2 separate regions of the Sus scrofa genome follow, and region 2 is linked to region 1. The links are chromatin contacts, called in public Hi-C maps. All regions are on one chromosome and are shown on one strand. The core of a region is the stretch at or near the end of the contact, and the rest is flanking DNA. Distances in the headings are between cores, read along the strand shown. Region 1 overlaps PEX14 (peroxisomal membrane protein PEX14). Region 2 has its middle 26 kb from the start of MIR9861.

The links. A called contact is a pair of places that touch in the nucleus more often than the background predicts.
Region 2: a Hi-C map of skeletal muscle shows a contact between it and region 1, with 9 times the contacts expected there. The contact joins two enhancer-like sites. A contact is called at or near these places in 21 of 47 Hi-C or Micro-C datasets (adipose tissue, alveolar macrophages, embryonic fibroblasts and 12 more) and 2 of 2 datasets of contacts at active chromatin or transcription factors (alveolar macrophages and skeletal muscle).

What each region holds. Positions count from the first base shown.
Region 1 is chr6:70,772,247-70,775,534 of Sscrofa11.1, forward strand. All of the region lies in intron 2 of PEX14 (peroxisomal membrane protein PEX14), which reads left to right. Among named protein-coding and RNA genes, the nearest start is that of PEX14, 36 kb to the left of the region's middle. Within about 2 kb of position 1,760, at least 7 of the 83 cell types and tissues checked have an H3K27ac peak or open chromatin away from gene starts, as enhancers often do.
Region 2 is chr6:71,087,751-71,091,038 of Sscrofa11.1, forward strand. No RefSeq gene overlaps it. Among named protein-coding and RNA genes, the nearest start is that of MIR9861, 26 kb to the left of the region's middle. Within about 2 kb of position 1,516, at least 8 of the 83 cell types and tissues checked have an H3K27ac peak or open chromatin away from gene starts, as enhancers often do.

The DNA.
Region 1 (3,288 bases), core at 510-3,009:
ACTCCGGGCCCGAGACCCATCTGTGGGGAGAGCCACGGGGAACGCTCAGTTGGGACTGAATGAATAGGCCATTGGGTGTCACTGTCGCTCTATTGTCTGTAGTTGAGAGAGGGAGGTCATGCTGGAGAAACTGGATTTCAAAAGAAAAGTTGTTTCTCTGTCCAAATCGAGGTGGTGTTTTTTGGAGATGTTTGTCTGCATTTTGAGATTCCCCCCTTAAAGGCAGTTATCTTGTTGGCTGGTTTTGCCACCCTACGCTTGCCATTTTGATCGTTCTTGAAAATCGCGTGCCGACTGCGAGCTGCGTTTGGAATCCCCTGGAGCACAGCAAGAAGAGGACTTCCTTGAGCAGAAAAGTTCCACCCTAAAAAAAAAAAAGAAGAAGAAAAAGAGGCAGCTCAGCGGTACTCAGGAAACCCATTTAGTGGGAGAGAGAGTCTGGGCAAAAAGTTTTTTTTTTAAAAAAAGAGGAGGATGAGAAATCTTGTTCATCCTAAATTTGGCGAGCACCTGAGCTCCCTGGCTGCCCGGCCTGGCCTCGAGGTGGGAAGAGCTGAGCGCCGTTCGCAGAGGAGCAGGCGCGCTCCTCCAGCTGGCTGCTCCCCCCTTGTGGAGCCGTGCCAGGCCTCACCACAATTCATACTGTGTCAGTTTAATAAATGCACTACTTAAATTATGAAATTACAAAAGAAAAAAGAGAATGCACTTATTCAGACTCTTAATACATTAAAAATAAGGCATTAAAACTCTGACTTTTTTTTTTCTTCCAGAATCAATAATGAACAGGAAGGGTTGTAGACATTAACAGTCATGGACATTCAAACTCTTATACATAAATTATCTTAGAAAAATGCACATAAGACTTGAATAATGTAAATACATTAATGCATTTAATAATTTAAACATTAAAGCGCAAGCAGGAATTTGAGGCAGAGGCTGTTCCGAGGTAAGGGATTGGTCCTAGAACGAGTGTGCCCTAGGATCGATGGGTGATTTCCCCTTGAGACACCCTGGAAAGAGAGTGCCTCACCGGCTGCTGTGAGCTCCCGTGCCAAGACTCCCTGGACATTCCTGAACTCAGCTACCTCCCAGCGCCTTATTTTTGCATATCCCGACCTTCGTCCTCAATTCCACGGTCTCTCTAGTCCTATGCTTCTAATTGTTTGTTAGAAAATTAAATGCTTCCACTTCAGAGAACAATGAACTTTGAGAATGTCTTGGTTGGAAAACCAAGCCAAATTAAAAAAATCCTTCCCCCAGCTCTGGCTGCTTGTGATTCGGAAACATGGAAGTGGCGGCTCCTTGTAGTCGACCGCTGGTACGCTCAGCCCGGAACACCACTGCGGCACCATGGGCAGTGGATCCAAGCTGCGATAGGCTGACGGATTTGGAGACGGATCTGTGGGGAGGCGGTGATGGAGTACTGTGAGCCTCTGGGTGTCGGGCATCAAGACAGCAGGTGGCCACGCCAGGCAGCAAAATGGGCCCATGGAGGTAGGCTCAGCCGCCAGTGATCCTGCCTCGCTTTAATTTGAGGGTTTAACCGTTGAATGGACTGATATCACTGTTTTTCTCCCCCTTTCTTCCAAAATCGTATTCACAACAGCAGAAAGTCACTGTAAGTTAAAGCCCCCCTTTTCTGGCAGAACATGGAACTCCCGAATTCAGTTTTTGACATCTACACTTTAAAGCGCCCTGGGAAGAACTAAGAAGCTAGGACAGCGTGCCTCACCTTGTCATTTATTAACCCCAGCACTGTTCTCCAGTGGTTCCTTAGCCTCGTTTTAAAGCCCAAATCACAGATGAGAAACTGGGAAAACCTCAGGCAGTGGGTGACTGGGGACGTCGTCTGGGAACTTGTTCTCTACCTGCAGAAGAGACAGACACATGTGTTTATCTGGTCGATAAAGAAAGTGTTGCCCTGCTGGGTTTGCTGTAGGCCTGAGGGACCCTTGAGAAATGGTTATCAGATGGTAGTGACTGGACCAAACCTGTTTTTATTATTGCCAAATCTGTTGGAGTCTTTTATCGAATCTCAGATCTCCTACCTGAAACTTTACCTGGGGTCGTCTTGATTTGACCCAGGCCTTGTCTGTTCCAGCATCTGTGGCTTTGTTTGCAACCGTTTCCAGTCTTTGTTGCAGCCAAAGGCAGCCTGCTTTCCAGCGCACGAAGTCATAAGCCAGCTTTTAACCACTTTAGGAGAGCGGCTGTAGGCTGTCCTGGCACGCGCAGCAGCTACAAATGGTATCAGGCTGTGCTGCCCAGAGCCGCCAGAAGGAAAACCAGTTCTTTCAAAACTAGTCATCAGGTATCGGTTTAGAAAGGAGTAGTATCAAGAATCAGTGAGGACCACCAGGAACAGATCTCGCGGTCAGTTTGTCGTCCTTGGGCCATGCACAGATTCTTCTCTTGACCTTGGGAACAGTATCCTCAACGTCACGACCCCTCTCACCCTGTTTTGCTTTGAAGATCCACGGCTTGCCTTACAGTTTTACTCCAGCTTGGGGATGACCGTCACTCCTAGGCCTGTTGTGTTCACTTCTTTCCCAGAGTTTTCAGGGCCCATCTGTTACTTGTCCGGCCTGGAGCAGCGGCTGTCTGCCCTGCCTGTACCCTCTGCATTTCATCCCAGCAGAGAGAGGGACGCGAGTAAAATCAGGGGGTGCATGCAGACTGGGGGGAATCTGATTCTCTTTGGATTTTGCTGTCACACCCAGGAAAGCTTCCTTCTCTTCCCTTAAGTTCCAAGAAATGTTTTATGGCCTAAACCGCATAATAGGCTTGTGCCTGGTTGGGATGTGGCGGGGAGAAGGGGGGGCACCTTCACGCTCCTGTTGAGGTGCAGAGTGCTGGTTGCCATCAGGCCCAGAGAGCAGATAGCACTGATCAGAGGTCAGCTCACCCCTGTGATATATCCCTTATGCAGATTTCCTTTGAAGAGAGAGGAGTCAGGTTCATTAATTAAAGGAGCCTGGCTCGAGCGCCCTGTAATTATAGGTGCTAGAAATCTGAATTTTAAGAGGTCTCTGCAGCTGCATTTTGAAAAATGTAGGGAGGCACTGAGAAATACAGGCTGTGGGCAAGAATGTGGCGGAACCAGATTTGGGAGGTTCGGGTTTTGGCAGAATTCCCCTTCAAATTCATATTTATTTTTCCTACCTTTTTTTTTTTTTTTTTTTAAGGAGAAGCTGAAATCTGATTTTTTTTTTTTTTAATGAGGGTTATAGCCTGTGACAGGCTGGTATTGTCAGCGTGGAGGACAGAAAGGAGTGGCTGTAAACTGAC
Region 2 (3,288 bases), core at 266-2,765, 320 kb after region 1:
AAGGATGGATCAGTGGCGCTGAGAGAAGAACAGCGGTGGGAGCCCTGGGGGTGGGGCGTGAGGAAGAGAGAAATCCCCTAGAAGGTGCAGCTTGTTCTCATTCCGCTTGTCTCGGGGGCGGGGAGCAATGGTGGGGCCTCAGGCGTGAGGTGGGCAGCACCCCGAGCTGCAGGGCAGGAACCCGTCACCCTGATCTGCGGCTCCCCAGCTGTGTGTCCGTGGGCTTGTCCCCCAAGTGCCACCAGCTTTCACTTCCTGAGAGGGGCCCCTGGCTCTGGTGCCCTCGGAAAGGGGCAAGGCCCAGGGTCCACTCCTGAGAGAGGGGGACCCCAGCCCAGGCTTGAGAGGCTCTGGGGAAGGTCGGATGGGACGTGCCCACCCACCAGCTGGGCAGCCAGGCTTTCTCCATCTCCACTGGAGCTTGGAGTTGAGGGTGGGAGTCCCAAGGCCCCTTCCCTTCTGATCCCACACCCTCTCCTGTCCCTCCCCTGGGCCCTTCCCCCTCCCCCCGGCACAGCCCCAGGGTGGCCCTCGTTACACCCCCCTCCCAGGCCGGTAACTCAGCCTGGAGCCAGGAGAAGCAGCGGCTTCAAGGTCAGTGGGGAGGAGCTCGCGGGCAAGGGGAAGATGGGGCTGCGATACCCCCACCACTGCCACGAGGACAGGGGGCAGAGAGGGCCCCCTCTGAAGCGCCATGACCCTGGGCTGCAGGGCAGTGGCGGGAGCGAAAGCACAGCCCCTTCCCCCAGCCAGGAGCCTGGGCCTCTGCTCGTATATCTGTCCCTGGATAATGTATATCCAGCTTATGGAAAATATTCATAATGCTCCTTACACCAAACTGGCCCCCTTCCATAGTGCGTGATCTAAAATTAAATCCATTTCAAATATACAGTAGATCGAGTCAAGCTAATATAAATGAAACATGATTAATAGGCAGAACGCCGGGCTGTCCTCCTTTGCAGGGACGGGGAGGCAGGGCTGGGGCCACTCTAACTCTCCCTCCCCACAGCCCCCGGGGCTCCTGCGGCTTCCATGGCCCGGTCTTCACCCCAAACTCCCCTCCCCCCCTGCACCTGAAATATGGCCCAACCCTGGAATTTGCCCAAATGGTGCCAGGCTGCTGGAGCAGAGCGGATAAGAGAGTGGACTTTGGTGTCAGGACAGAGCCGAGACCTGGAGCACATGACCTGGTCTCACCAAGGCTCAGTTTTCTCACCTATACAATGGGAAATCAACAACCCCTGCCTTAGAGGGTCGTGAGTGGTCAGAGAGATGAGAACACAGGCGACCAGCCTCCCAATAATGACAGCGAGCATTGCTAGGGTGTCCCCAGAAGTCTGCTGTGTCGGCCCCCGTGGTAGTGGAGATCTGTACCCCCACCGACCCCCCACCGACCCCCCATCGGCAGAACAAGGACCAGCCAGAATTCCTGCCATTGCAGGAATATGCTGGGTGGGTTATTTTTAGTTCCTTGGCAAGTGACTGTTACTGACCAAATGTTCCCACCACTGGGGACAGACTCTGCTAAGAGGGCACTTGTGTGCTGAGCCCAGGGTGGGGAGGGTGTTTATGGCCGGTCCCCAGGGGCTCCATGTGCGTCCCTGTCGCACACACATTTTGGACCCGGTTTCTGTGGCTGCTGGCGGAGCTGGGGGAGCAGCAGGGCTTGGGTGGAGCAGGGCAGCACACAGGCCCGGCCATTCTCTCTTCCCCGGCTGGGCACGTGGGCGCCACACCGAGGACGCTCCTCGGGTGGAACGAGAAGCAATGTCACCCTTGCTCGGCAAGGAGTGTAGCTCTCGGCCTGCTGGCCAGCACGTCACGTCCCTCCCTCCAGGAAAGACCTGACTTCCACGGGCTGCGTGTGTGTGTGTGTGTGTGTGTGTGTGTGTGCGCGCACGCGCACGTGTGTCACGTGTGTGTCTGGGCATCGCCTTTTGGGTGCTGTCCTGTTCCAGATATGGGTGCCCCTTCCTACTGTCTGGACCCCTCACTCACAGTGCTCCTGGGTGTCTCAGCCCCACACCATAACCCCCATTGCAGGTGATCTTCTGAACTTCCTGTGTCCTTGCCTCACCAGGGGAACCCCACCTTTTGTACAAGCCCCCAAGTCCCGGGTTGTCTTCATCCCTGCAGATACATCCCTACTGCTTGTCGTTTCGTTTTCTCCCCGAGGGGTGGGAAGAAGACAAGCCCCACAGGGAGGGAGGGGATGGCGTTGGCTCTTTCCTTGTCATTGGCCATTTGCTGCCTGCTTCACCAGGCGTGTTTTGAGCATGTTTGCATAAAGTGGATGCAGGCTGCAATTCCGTGATGAATTCTATGAATACTAATCCGCTACTACCCTTGACCTTGGGGTCACCGAAAGATCAAAACCAAACCATTTAATATTTTCCTTTTGCAGATCAATAGAAGCATAAATTCCCCCTCAATGACAAGTATAATTTCAAACAGATCTATAGAAGGCATGCGTGCATTTCCAGCCACAGACACTTGCTGCCTGCCTGGCCTTTTGGGGAGCAGACAAGGAGTTTCTTGCCTTTTCTACCATTGAATTTCTTTTTGCCTTTTTTTTTTTATGGCTCTGAAATGCTATTTTCAGCAGCTGCTGTCATATAAATATCTCTTGTTTTTCTTCTCCTCTTTCCCTCCTGGTGAAAAGGGCAGGGGACCTATTGAAAATTCCGCTTTATCTCTTTCAGTCGGGTTCAAGTACAGGTCGAATAATCGATCCCTCCTCCTTTTCTTTTTTAAGTTTCCTGTCGTTCTTTTGGCCGGATCAGCAGTGGCGAGCAGCTCTCATTTGCAGATCCTCTCAGGTCTCTGTTGCTGGGTTTGTGTGCGGGTGTACGCGTGCACACGTGCTGTCTGGAATTGGGGACGGGAGGGGGGGATGGGGGGGTCACTGAGTGTGTGAGTGGACCTTTGTGCCCACGACCATGGACGCTCCTGCGAGTTCAAACTCTCATCCAGAACTTGAGGAGGGAGGAAATAGAAAATCCTGAAAAAGTTGAAGGCTGGAGCGGGCATTGTTAACCCCTTCAGTTCCCAGGCAGAGCCGGGATGGGACTGGGTGGTCTCCCAGCTGACTTTCCAGGCTGCAGCTTCGCGTGCACCTCGCCAAAAGCCTTTGTATGAACACAGCACTGAGAAGAGGGGGAAGTTGCAAAAAGAAGAAGGGAGGGGGGAACACAACAAAACAAAACTGGAGGCCGAGGGGGAAAAAAGCAAAAGAAAAGAGAAAGAGAATTAAACCATTCATCTACCCAGATTTTCCACTTCACAGAG